2 separate regions of the Capra hircus genome follow, and region 1 is linked to region 2. A link is a contact called in public Hi-C data. All regions are on one chromosome and are shown on one strand. Each heading gives the region's core, a stretch centred on a gene start, on an enhancer-like site or on the middle of the called end of the contact. The rest is flanking DNA. Distances are from core to core; before and after follow the strand shown. Region 1 overlaps PEBP4 (phosphatidylethanolamine-binding protein 4). Region 2 overlaps CCAR2 (cell cycle and apoptosis regulator protein 2).

Region 1 (6,638 bases), core at 3,701-6,200, 310 kb after region 2:
GCCCACGCCTACCCCGATAATGCTGAATCCAGCCCTAGCTCTAACCCTGCAGAGCAGGGAAGTAATTCACAAAAAGTTGGGCAATTCAAAGTTACAGTTTCCACAGCAACCAGCACTCAGACCATTTGGGTAGCTGAAGCCTTTTCCTTTTAGCATTCACTCTTTTTTCTCCCCAAATAGCTTTTCTCCCCCTTATTATTAAAGTAATACACATTTACTGGAGAACATATGGAAATTACAGACAAGTGTAAAAGAGAAAATAAAAATCACCCTTAATCCCACCACTCAGAGCGAGCCAATGTTAACATTTTGATGTATTCTTCATACGTCTAGTTCTTTTTTTTTTTGCATGCATGCATAAAAAGATATAATTTTTGAAAATTGGGACTATAGTGAAATTACTGTTTTATCATTTGGTTTCTTTCACTTAAAAACATATTGTAAGACTTTCCCATAGCCTTAAATATTCCCGGAGAACATGATTTTTTAATAGCTACATGGTACTCTTTCATATGGATAGAACATATTCTATTTAACCAATCTATTGTTGAACTTTTAGATGGCTTTCCTTTTTTCTTTTGCTATTTTGAACACAACAATGAACATCCTTTTCCATCAATTTGTGTGCATGTCTCATTAATCAGATTAGAATAAATTCATAGAGCTAAAATTATTGTTCAAATGCAATGAACATGTGAATAATTTTAATATGCATTATCAAATCACCCTCCAGAAAGGTTGAAGCAATTTGTATTTCTACCTGAAATGTACACTCTTCTTAAAAAAAATCCAAAGTGCAAATTTTGGTAGGTTTTAAACAAAATCTATACTGTTTTAAAAAATTATGGGTCTTTAAATTATAAGTAGAATTGAGTTTTCCCCTCACATTTTTAATGAACTTTCTTCTGCCTATAATCATCTATGAACATCCTTTGCCCCCCTTTTCTACACGATATTCATCTTCTTATTGATTTATAAGGGCTTTTTATGCAATAAAGATAATAATCCATTGCCATATTTGTGGCACATATGTTCTCTCAGTTTGTCATTGGATTTTTATTTTGTTTATGGCATTTTTTAAAGTGCAGAAGTTTCAAATATTATTGTAACTCACATCCCTCTTTTTTTCCCCATCTGACTTTGTCTTGATTTTTATGCCTAGGCAGACCCTCCCTAACCTGCAACCCGACAAACATTTATCTGTATGTTGCTTTCCCAGCCATTTTATGGCTTTGTGGTTTTGATTTCACACTGACTGCTCTAAACCACCTGGATTTCTTGTACAGGTGGGGTTCTGCATTTGCTTGTCTGAGGCTGGAGTTGGCAGGGCCAGGTCAGAGGTTGTTGCCAGGGAGATGCAGGAATTGACCTGCCGCTTCTGCCTTTCAGGAGATCTCAGCCTTGTAGGCACCTTTCCACGGAGCCCTGCTTTTTTGCTAGTGAATGAGAGAAATGAGCGGGGAGGAGGAAATAGCTGTTCCACGATTACACGCTGGAAAAGGTACACACCTCACGTGGCTTTGTTTCCCATCTGAGATGGGGAGGTGGAGGATGGGGAGCGCCAGATGCATGGGAGCTGGTGAGCAGCTTCAGTCTGAGCACGTTAGCAATCGAGGGATTCGACTCCAAACCTGAAATTAACCATCACTCTACTTGAAGAAAGAACTAAAGGCAGTCTCACTGGCATTGTTGTTGTTCAGTCGCTCAGCCGTGTCTGACACTTTGCAAACCCATGGACTGCAGCACGCCAGGCTTCCCTGTCCTTCACTATCTCCCGGAGTTTGCTCAAACTCGTGTCCATTGAGTCAGTGATGCCATCCAACCATCTCATCTTCTGTCACCCACTTGTCCTCCTGCCTTCAATCTCTCCCAACATCAGGGTCTTGCATTTCACCAAATACCAGGTTTGTGTGAAGAAGAGCTACGGGGTGAGGGTGTGGGGTTTTAATGGGGAGGGGGCACCTGAAACTTCAGTTTCCCAGAGATATGGCTCTTCTCTTCCAGCAGTCACCCGTAGGGTCCCAGGAGTCAGTGAATACCTACCTGGTGGGACGCTGTGATCCTGAGCAGAGGGATGCCATCCGAGCAGACGCCGTGGCGGACTGCCCATCTCTGTCCAGCCTCAGGAGACTACTGCCTTCCTTCCATTGTCCCTATTTCAGTTCAGCCTCCCCCCGCCCAAAGTTTTTGCCGAGGCTGCTTGCCCAGTTTCTAAAGTGGTCTCTGCATGTGATGACAAGGCAAAGGATTTACTCATCCATTCCACAGGTTTGCCTGTGTGCTTAGACGCTTCAGTCATGTCTGAGCCTTTGCGACACTATGGACTGTAGTCTGCCACCAGACTCCTCTGCCCATGGGATTCTCCAGGCAGGAATACAGCAGTGGGTTACCATGCCCTCCTCCAGAGGATCTTCCCGACCCAGGGATCGAACCTGCGTCTCCTGTGCCTCCTGCATTGCAGGTGGGTTCTTTACCACTACAGCCACCTGGGAAACCCTTCCAAAGGTTTCCTAGTGTCTGTTCTCTGCATAGCACTGTGTCCAGTCATGGAGCTCTATTCCTTTCCGATGAGGTATAAAACATGTCTCTTCCATCTCTAGCTCTCTTCTGCTATCTCTTCTTAACCCTTAAACCTCCCCTACAACCCTCTGCCTTGTATGCCAAATCTTCTAGATACCGCCTCCACTGACGTGTTGCAGGATGCACTAGGCACCTAGGTGTTGGAGAAGATTATTATAACCACCGTCACCACTACCAGCACCATCACCACCACCATCACCATCACCATCATCATTTTTGGAATGCTTCCTGTGTTGGCACTGACAGGCTTTATATATGTGATCTCTCGCAACCATCATTCAATAATCTTCATTCAGAAAATATCTATTGTGTCTGCAATGTAGCAGAGAAGGAGAAGAAGGAAGCAGATGATAACATGGTTAGACAGCATCACTGATTCAATGGACATAAACTTGAGTAAACTCCGGGAGATAGTGAAAGACAGGGAGGCCTGGCATGCTGGAGTCCACGGGGTTGCAAAGAGGTGGACATGACTTGGCAACTGAACAACAACAACAATGTGGCAGACACTGCTAGTGCTTGGGATGCATCCGGGAATAAGCCGAAGATTCTTGCCCTTATGGAGCTTATATTCTAGCTGTGGGGTCGGGGCGGGGACAGGGGCGGGGACAGGCAAACAAAACGTAAACACAATAACTGAAGAACTGATGTGCAGGTTAGAAGGTGATAAACATGATAGGAAGAAGTAGAGAGGGATAAGGGGCTCGGGGTGCCAGGCCGAGGGGCTGGGAAGGCCTCCTGGAGGTGATGGCATTTAAGCAGAGTCAGAAGCAGGGGAGGATGTGACGATGTGAGGGGGAGAAGAGACACAGGCAGAGGGAAGCACTGCGCAGAGGCCCTGGAGCAGATGAGACGCTAGGAGGCCTGGAGCCAGCGAGCAAGGCGAAAGTAGCAGGACTGAGGTCAGAGGGGTGACGATGGGCCAGGTCACATGGGGTCCTGTAAGCCATTGTGAGCACGCTGGCTCTTACTTTCTGGTGACCTGAGGAGAAACGGAAGGATTCTGAGCAGAGGAGTGAGCTGATCTGACCAGGAGATGTAAAAGCTTGCTCTGGCTGCTCTGTTGAGGACAGGCTGGCTGTTCGGGGTAGCTGTGGTAGCCTGGAGACCAGGTAGGAGGCTGTTGCAATAATTCAGGCAGAGAGGGTGTGGCCCTGGCCGGTGTTAACCGTGGAGGAGAGAGAAGTGGTCAGTGACTGGACAGATCCCCAGTGACTGGGACGCATGTGTGGTGGGAGAGAAGGGGCAGTTACTGAAGATGCCAGGATGTCCAGCTGGCACAACTTGGGGCTGGGGCAGCTCTGCCGAGACGGGGATGATGGCAGAAGGTGCGTGTTTGGAGAGGGTGGGGACGGAGCACTGGCATTGGATGTGTTGCCTGTGAGGGTCCATCAGACACCCCCGTGGCCATGTGAGTAGGACAGCATACAGACCACACTTACAGGCGTGACACAGAGGCCTGGGGTATCCCACAAGAAGAGGCTGGTGGGAGGAGGAGCACCCAGCAGAGGGGCTGAATAAGTGAAGAACTAGAAGCGGGTAGGAGTGTGTGGGTGCCTGAAGCCAGGTGAAAACCATCCATCGATCTACGAGGAAGAGGTGACCACCTGGACCAAATGCTACTGATGGACCCGGAAAAGACTGGGACGGATAACCGGTTGCTCATCTTACCAGAAGTGGATCTCATACCCATTTTAAGGTGAGGGAAAGGAATCTCAGTGAGAAGCAACTTGCCCAAGGTCATGGTGTTACGGGCAACAGATTAGGGTGTGAGATGAGGTCTCTGCAAGGCCAGGGAACTGCAAGCTTCTCAGACCAATCCTGGGGCTCCAAGAGCTCTGTGAACGGAAAAACCAACTCTCACAGCCGGCAGCTTTCAGTCCCGCCAGACCATCCTGACTCTGCAGGTCAAGTCTGCAGGCAAGCGAAATGGGATGAACAGAGGACCACCAGCACAATTTAAAATAACTTTTTACTACCAGTTGGGATGTGAGGGCCTGCGTTTGCCCTTCTCCTCGCTTTCCAACCGGTTGTTTCACCCACCAGTCTACCAGCCTGGCCCCTAGGGCATTTCAAGTTAGTGGTGCCTAGTGTCAGCAATTCCACTCCAGGCATATTTGTATTTGAATAGAAGGGTATCCCCACAGCCAGCTGGCCCAGGAGAGGTGAGCAAGGAATGCGGAGGCTTGCACACTCGACACAAATCAGGCACCCTCCGTTTCTCCATTACCAGCTTAAGTCTCCACCATCCCAAGGCCCTGGCGTTGCCTCCCTGTGCCTGAGACCCTGGCCACCCAGCCCGCTCACCTTGATGGGGCGGGATGACGGTCGTCTATCTCCCTCTGGTGTCGCCTCTTGGAATTGCAGCCTCGGGAGAGGGAAGAGGCCAGCTCCGCCTTCCAACCCGCGGGGCCTGGAGAGCCACGCCTACCAGCCGGGCAGGCCCCGCTCCTTCCTGGCCCTCTGGGCCTTGCCCGCCGCTACGGGGGCGTCTAGGGTCTCCGCATGCCCAACGTCACAGGCAGAACTCAGACTTGGGAATCAGAATGTCCCATGGATTCTCCTGACCCTGCCTCAAATTGTCGGGGCAGACCTGCAGGTGGGGAGCAAACCGTCCCTGATTTCTTCACATTTTGCATGCCCCCTGTGCCCTCTGCTGCTGCTGCTGCTGCTAAGTCGCTACAGTCCGACTCTGTGCGGCCCACCAGGCTCCACCGTCCCTGGGATTCTCCAGGCAAGAACACTGGAGTGGGTTGTCATTTCCTTCTCCACCTGTCCCCTCAACCTGTCCCTTTGCTATAAATCACTTGACATTGCCAGGCCCCAACCCCCAGCAGCCACCCCAGCTCCCATTCTTCTCAGGCCCTTGGCCTGGGGAGGGCTCAGACTGCAGTGGGTGCCCCTGCAGACTGTGGTGGGTGCATCCCTCCTAGCAGATGCCCTCCCCACCTCCTCCCCTCACCCCTCAGTCCCCAAGCGTTAAGAAACAGCAAAGGACATTATGCCTTATTTTAAATTCCTCCTGGTCTTTCTCCGAACTCCTCTGTAAAGCCACCTCCCCCTCTCCAGTGCGAGCCTACAAAAAGTCACTGCGGGGCGTTCAAAGTTCATGTTTTTGTCCCTCTAAATGGCTCCAATCAAGGCTGTGCAGCGATTTTAAAATCCAAGAGACTTCTGCCCACACTCCCAGCAGACCACCGGGGACAGATCCCAAGGGTGCGGCGACCCCCCACCCCCACCCCACCCTGGACCCCAACACACACTGGCTGAGTGACCTTTATTCTTTAAACCCGGATGCAAACCCACTGAACTGGCCTTTCAGGCCCCATCTGCCCCCTCAGTGAAGCAGCCCACACAGTGTTTTCAAAGGAACATTATTTGATCTGAAAAACATCTGGAGCCCGTTTCCCCAGCACTTGACCGGGAGCTCTCAGCCGACATCAGAGGCTCAGTCACTGAACAAACACCCTCTCTGCCGGTGCTCCCAGGAGCAGCCCTGTGGACTGGGGATGGGCGGATTTATAGAAAGGTCTGGCCAGGGCTTCTGTAAACCCTGGAGCAGAGAGTATGACGATGGAAAAGGTGGTGGGGGATAAAGAGGACTGGAAATGAAGGTTAAGGCCAAGAAGCTCCGAGACGAAGGCGCCCAGGAGCAAAACATCAGCCATCAGGATGACCATCTCCTGAGGTCATCCTCTTAGCAATGGCTGCAACTTACATTCACACAGCTACAAGATGCCCCTCGTGGGCAGGAATGTATAAGACCCCGATGCTGGAAAGACTGAAGGCAGGAGGAGAAGCGAACGACAGACGATGAGATGGTTGGATGGCATCACCGACTCAATGCACACGAGTTTGAGCAACTCCAGGAGATGGCAAAGGACAGGGAAGCCTGGCATGCTGCAGTCCATGGGGTCGCAAAGAGTCAGACACGACTGAGTGACTGAACAACAACAACTGGCTCCTGGGACAGTGTCCCGCAGGGGGCCAGGATCTGCTCCAGGAAGTGGATGCGTGCCTGACATCCTGAGTCCCGCATGGACATCCAGGACTCTTCT
Region 2 (6,844 bases), core at 4,035-6,534:
GGGCATGGAGTTCCTCAGAGAAAAAGCTTTAAGCAAAGTGATGTAGCTAGTCTGCTGAAGCTACTGTGTGTTGCCTTGGGATAGGTCATTGGGAACTTTGGAGTGGGGAGCTCTGATTGTGTAGGATTTTTTTCCACAGCATCTCCACTGCTTAAAACAGTTTCATTCTCATGTTACTGGTGTATAATTCACATACACCCATACCTCTTGTCCTCTGCATCTTCTTGGTCTTCAGTTTCCAAGGACTCTCCAACTCTCCCATTCTGTGAGTTTATTAAAGACTTCATTATAGACTGAGGACAGCAGGTGCCCTCAGGGGTAATGTAGCCTGGGTGGAAATCAATGGCTGCTATTGACTTTTTGCTTTAGGTTCAAATGCAGCCTTCCTGTAAAGCCAGTAGCATTTGATTGTCCAGGACACACCAAGCCCTGTGCAAGTTCTGTGTTCTGTTACTTGGGCCATAATGCTTCAGTGTCATGGCCTCTAGAGATAGAAGACATGACTTTTGGGAGTGAGATCCTACCATGAGTCTGTAGAAGGGATTTGCAGAGCAGGGGAGGGGCCAGTAGCAATGAGGTCACCCTCTCGGGGAACAACCGTTGATAACAGAATCAGCCATCTTAGTGTGACTGGAAACCAGGCTTTCTTTTTGAACTTCAGGTTTTGGGAGGCAGAAACCAGTGTCTCCTTTGGATTGCTAATGCTCAACTACTGAGGGGTTTAGACAAGGATACTCAGCCGGGTAGACCATCTCAGTGTCCTGCTAAAGTTACCCAGATGGCTTCCACTGTTCGTGCTTTATAGTCTCTTCCTGACAACTGACAATAAAGATTACAGGATTCAGTGGAACATGCACTTCAACTTGAGGTTGACAGCCTTTACTGAAGAGTTCACTTCAGTCACGGGTGAGCTGAAGAGAGTTGTCAAAATGGCTTTGGAGCAGTTCTTCTGTTAGAGACACAGAAGCACTGATACCCCACAAGGGCAAGATTAGAAGGCAGCTTTTGGAGGGAGATACTGGTGAACAAGGACATTACCGGGGCAGAAATGTGAGAAAAGGAACATTCTGTGTTAAATATAATTGAGTTAGTTAATCAGGGGTGTAATGATTAGGGAAACAACCTAAGCAGGTCTAAAGGAAAAGAGCAGAGACCTGGTAAATAAATATAATTAGCTCAGCATTACCTCAGCACGAAGAATTGACAGTTGATTTTATTTCCCTTGTGAGACATCGGTTTTTTCCCCCCTTATCAGTCTGGCATTTTATAATGGTCTAAAGGTTTTTTCTTTTCTACTGTTTTTATTGCTTGTACCATAACATAGTGGTACTGTAATAAATGATTTATTATAAAAATGTAGTGTATGATATTATGTAAAGTTAAAATACTACAAAAATTATCATTCCCTCTTTCCCTTTAAAGGTAAGCATTTAAAAACTTTCTAATTAAAGTATAGTTGGTTTACAATATTTTATTAGTTTCAGGTGTACAACATAGCAGTTATACTCCATTTAAAGTTATGTGCTTTTATAGCTCATACTCCATTTAAAGTTATAAAATGTTGGCTATAATCCCTGTGCTGTGTATTACGCCTTTGTATCTTATTTATTTTGTACATAGTAGTTTGTACCTCTTAGTCTCCTATTCTTATCCCCCCATCCCCCTGTCCCCAAGGTAGCCATTCTTATATTTAAAGACCTTTAGAAAAGCAAAATTACTTCCTGTCACTTTTTTCCCCAGTGTTCTTTTCTAGTCTTTATATATCTATCTATCTATATATGCATAGTTTTTATAATTTTAATCTGAGTTCAGATTTTTTAACGCATTCTCATTGAACATGTGTTCCATATTGCAGAGTAATCCTCAGAATTGTTTTAATGGCTGTATGATTAGTGAATTTTTATGACTTAAATGTGTAGGGTTAAGGGTTTGTTGGGCTTCCCTGGTGGTTCTGATGGTAAAGAATCTGCCTGCAGTGTGGGAGACCCAGGTTTGATTCCTGGGTTGTGAAGATCCTCCAGAGAAAGGAATGGCTACCAACTCCAATATTCTTGTCTGGAAGATTCCATGGAACAGAGGAGCCTGGTGGGCTACAGTCCATGGGGTTGCAAGAAAGTCAGACATGACTGAACAACTAACACTTTCACTTCACTTTTTTCAAGGGTTTGTTACCAGATCTGTCTCTCTTAATTAAACTTGATAGAACCCATAGCATGGTACCATATATGTATCTCTTGTTTAAAAAAAAGTTCTTTTTCTCATTTCAAAAAATTACATGTTAGCTGTAACTTACAATGTTAAAAAAAAAAAGTTCTTTTTCTCATTTCAAAAAATCACGTTAGCTGTAACTTACAATGTTCGTAAAAATATAGAAAAACTATTTATCAGCTTTATCAGTCAGAGGCGTCCACCATTAATCTTTTCTTTCTGTCAGTCTTTAAAGCTGTCTTTGCTCATTTGAGGCACTGTTATCTATACAGTGTTCCGTACTGTACTTTTTGTTGAATACGAATGGTTTTCTGTTATTTAAAGCATTTAAATGTGTACTTTGATATCTTTAATAACAGTCTCTTATATGGCTGTTAGTATGGCTTATTTATCCATTTCTTTAAAGTTCAGGATTCAGATGGTTTCCAGCTCTTTTTAGGCCAACATGTCCTGAAGCTGTATTTAACAGTATGGTTTCTTCCTTCTGGTGATGAATCAACCTCCAGCGATGACTATGACTCCAAGAAACGCAAACAGCGAGCTGGTGGAGAGCCTTGGGGTGCTAAGAAACCAAGGCATGACCTGCCTCCTTACCGAGTCCATCTCACTCCCTATACTGTGGACAGGTGAGTGGGGAGGCTGGGCTTCGGGGTGAGACTTGTAGCTTGTAACATTTTTCTCGTGTAAATGAGATATAGTCTGGGAGTAATTGTGTATGTGTATTCTTATGACCTTTTTGCTCACTTCATTTTTGTTTTTTAATATGACAAATTTATTTCAGAATCTCAAATTCAGACCAGCATAGCACCACTGATTTATGATTTAATCAACAGAAGTTGTTATGCCAGCCTATAATTATGGCATCCCAATCAAAATCCAGGTGCCCAGTACCAGTTATAAATCAGGTGGAAACTATGGGTCATGGGAACGGTGGGACTGGTTTCTCAGGGAAGCTCTGAATGGTTTCTTGAGTGTGACGGCATGTACGAGGTCACTGGCCCCCACACAAGCTTACTTCTCACGTGTAGAAACTGAGTAGATTGAGTGATCCCAGATGCCAGCTAGCAGGGGAGATGCAGGGCTCCAGCTGCTGTGTTAGAAGCCCCCAGGGCAGATAGACTTTTGTCCACATGGAAGTGAGGGTGGCCTCTGAGCACCTCCTCATGACGGGCAGGGAGGGCGGGCTGCCCTGCTTCCTCCCCCAGGCCTAGGGCGCACCTTGTACTCTACATGCTGACCCACCTGCCTCCCTAGGGTAATCTCAGGAGACCCTGGTCCCCACATCACCACTGTGGGAGGGTGCATCTTGAGTGGTCAGGACACCGATTGCTAATGATTAGCCACACACACAGCTGTGATTTTTTTTTAAAATCACAGTGGAAGCCTGTTGTACATACTATTGGGCCCTTTGTTTTTTCACTTATCTTGGAATTTATTCCACAGTTTGTTAGACTGATCTCATTCTTTTTAGCAACCACACGGCTAAGTGGATGGACCAGAATTTATTGAAACAGGTCTCCATTTTTAATCTGTAGTTATTCTAAATCTTGTTGTAATAATAAACATTCTTCTCTAGACATGTCTGTGGACAGGTGCAAGCATTTTATTGAGCTCAGTTCCTAGAAATGGAGTAGCTGGCTTAAAGGTCTGTGAACCTTGAAGGTATGGCCAGGCTTCTCACAGAGGCTGGGTCAGTTTACCTTCTCACACGAATTGTGAGGTACTTGTACCCCTAGCCTTTGCCAGCACTGTGTTAGCCAGCTTCGTGATCTCTGTCAGTCCAGTAGGTGAAAAGTGATACCCTGATTTGAATTTCTTCAATTATGAGTGATACTGAGGGTATTTTCATGAGCTTTTCAGTCTCATTCCTTTTTCTGAGTATCTGTTGCTATCAGTTTTTCCAGTTGTCTCTTAGATGTGATTTTTTTTTAGTGATTTGTGGGGTTCCTTTTATATTAACTTTAAGATAAAGACTCTTTGCTGTCATATATTGCAAATGTCTTTTTTCCTTTCCCTAGATTGACTTATAGCATTTTAGTGGTCAAATCTAATCCATTTTTCTCTCTTCAGAGGTGTCTTCCTTAGAAAACTCTTCTTTCTCAGATTATAAAAGAATTTGCTTCCTTTTTCTTTCAAGTCTTTTTTATGGTTCCATGTTAAAAAAAAAAAAAAATTCATCTTTGCTCAATCTGGAACTCCCTGCTTTCTTCCCACAGCCCCGTCTTTGATTTCTTAGAACTCCAGCGCCGTTACCGCACCCTCCTGGTTCCCTCAGATTTTCTGGCCGTGCATCTGAGCTGGCTGTCAGCCTTCCCTGTGAGCCAGCCCTTCTCTCTCCATCATCCAAGCCGTATCCAGGTATCTTCGGAGAAGGAATCAGCTGCTGATGCTGGTGCAGAGCCCCCCCCTACAGACAGCGACCCCACCTACAGTTCCAAGGTGAGTTGGCTGGGGTCCTGCCACTTGATCCCCTTGTTGAGGGCTGAGAAAACTCTCAAGTGTCTCCTTCACGCCTTCCCTATCAGGTACTGCTGCTCTCCTCCCCGGGACTGGAGGAATTGTATCGTTGTTGCATGCTGTTCGTGGATGACATGGCTGAGCCACGGGAGACCCCGGAACACCCTCTGAAGCAAATTAAAGTAAGAGCTGGGGCCCAGGAGGCAAGACACACTCACTGATGATGGTCAGTCCCTGTCAGCTGAGATGCTGCTCATGAGCTCAAAGAAACAGAGTTGAGATACTAGTCGTTCTGCCAGGAGCAGGGTGTGGCCCAGAGATGGTCTTACTAGATTCACGTGGGGTTCAAGTTCATGGGTAGAGAGCCGCCCTCCACATGCAGTATGGTGGACTCTGTTCCCCAACAGTGGCAGGTGGTTTCCCAAGGGGAGGCCCAGATGATTGGTTTTTCGTGTCTTATCCCTGGTCTCTCTTTGCAGTTTTTGCTGGGCTGGAAGGATGATGAGGCAGTGCTGGTGGGGGGTGAGTGGTCTCCTTCGCTGGATGGCCTCGATCCCAAGGGCGACCCACAGGTGCTTGTCCGCACCGCCACACGCTGCGCACAGGCCCAGGCTGGCATCGACTTGAGTGCCTGCACCAAGTGGTGAGTGGCTGCCCGAGCTTGTCTGTGGGCACCACTGAGTGGGTGAGACCCGGCCGGAGGCCAGGCTTCTGCTGGGCCTTTCTGACCTGTCAGCTCCTGTCAGTTTCCTTGTCCCTGCTCATCTCCCTCCCTCTAGCCCTGCCAGTGGTTGCCACAGTCCCGAGCACGGCTAGGGGTGTGTAATTGTGTTGAGAGCCAGCTCCTCAGATGTGGTCCCCAGCCACATTCCAAGCTCCTTATTGCCACGGCATCTCGGATAGTAACTGTCGGGTTACCTGTCTCTTCCCATGGACCATTTCTTGAGGACTTGGGCTGTATCTTTTAGAGCTTGGCCCTCAGTACATGTTCATTAAGTGTTGACTGGCAGCTGAAGCACTCACTTATGAATGTCATGGGTCAGCACTTCATTTTTCCTTTCACTGTGAGCAGGTGGCGCTTCGCTGAGTTTCAGTACCTGCAGGCAGGACCCCCGCGGCGGCTCCAGACTGTGGTGGTGTACCTGCCGGACATCTGGACCATCATGCCCACTTTGGAAGAGTGGGAGGCCCTGTGCCAGCAGAAAGCTGCAGAGGCAGCTCCCCCGCCCCCAGAGGTGCCAGCGGTGAGGCCAAGGCTTACGAACCAATGAGGGAGGTAGGTACATGAACCCCGGGACCCAGGTGGTCATAGCCCTTGACATCTGCCACAGGAAGCAGAGCCTCCAGAGCAGCCGGCTGATGGATCGGAGCAAGCAGCAGACACGTCTAAGCAGAGTGCCGAGAATCCGGAGGTCACTGCACAGCAGGAAGTGGACACCGACCTCCCGGAGGCCCCCCCACCCCCTCTGGAACCTGCTGTCATGGCACGCTCCCGCTGTGTAAACCTGTCCCTGCAAAGTATCGTGGAGGACCGGAGGCCAAAGGAAAGGATCTCTTTTGAGGCAGGTGTAGGAGCTGGCGGCTGTGGGGTGGTAGGGAGTGATGGGAACACTCTGTCCTGAGGCTCATGGCCTCCCGCCGCCTCCCCCACCAGGCCACGGTGTTGGCTGAGCTGTTTCTGGAGATGCTGCAGAGGGACTTTGGCTATAGGATTTATAAGACGCTCCTGAGCCTTCCCGAAAAGGTTGTGGCCCCGTCTGAGCCCGAGAAGGAGGAAGCAGCCAAGGAAGAAGAAGCGGTCAAGGAGGAGGCCAAGGAGGCCAAGGATGAGGTACAGAGTGAGGGCACAGCTGCCGAGGCAGACGCCCCGCCGGTGAGTATCGCTGCCCTCTGTGTGGGCACTGGGGCGGCAGGTCCTAAGGCCCAGCAGAACTGGAGCACAGGCACGCCATGGCTCTCCTCTCACTCCCCCACACTCACTGCACGCGCCTCCTGACCCTGGTGTGATTTGGGCACGGGGCATGTAACTCTCTTGTGTGGCTACACAGCTCGGAGGTGAAGCACCTGGGAGAAGGGAGGCGGGCCTGGAGCATTGTGAAGGGAAGCGTGGTTGACAGGGCGCCATGGACATCTGTGTTCATAGCAGTGCTTTGATGGGTACAGGTGTTTTCATGACCCT

Evidence for each region. A called contact is a pair of places that touch in the nucleus more often than the background predicts.
Region 1: a Hi-C map of blood shows a contact between it and region 2, with 4 times the contacts expected there. The contact joins two enhancer-like sites. A contact is called at or near these places in 3 of 5 Hi-C or Micro-C datasets (blood and liver).

Annotation. Positions count from the first base shown.
Region 1 is chr8:69,866,346-69,872,983 of ARS1.2, forward strand. All of the region lies in intron 3 of PEBP4 (phosphatidylethanolamine-binding protein 4), which reads right to left. Among named protein-coding and RNA genes, the nearest start is that of PEBP4, 17 kb to the right of the region's middle. Within about 2 kb of position 4,951, at least 2 of the 5 cell types and tissues checked have an H3K27ac peak or open chromatin away from gene starts, as enhancers often do.
Region 2 is chr8:69,559,982-69,566,825 of ARS1.2, forward strand. It overlaps CCAR2 (cell cycle and apoptosis regulator protein 2), which reads left to right. Exons shown (of 21, transcript XM_018052313.1): 8 at 2,715-2,834; 9 at 4,425-4,647; 10 at 4,734-4,847; 11 at 5,145-5,308; 12 at 5,738-5,909; 13 at 5,997-6,227; 14 at 6,320-6,538. Among named protein-coding and RNA genes, the nearest start is that of CCAR2, 8.1 kb to the left of the region's middle. Within about 2 kb of position 5,285, at least 1 of the 5 cell types and tissues checked has an H3K27ac peak or open chromatin away from gene starts, as enhancers often do.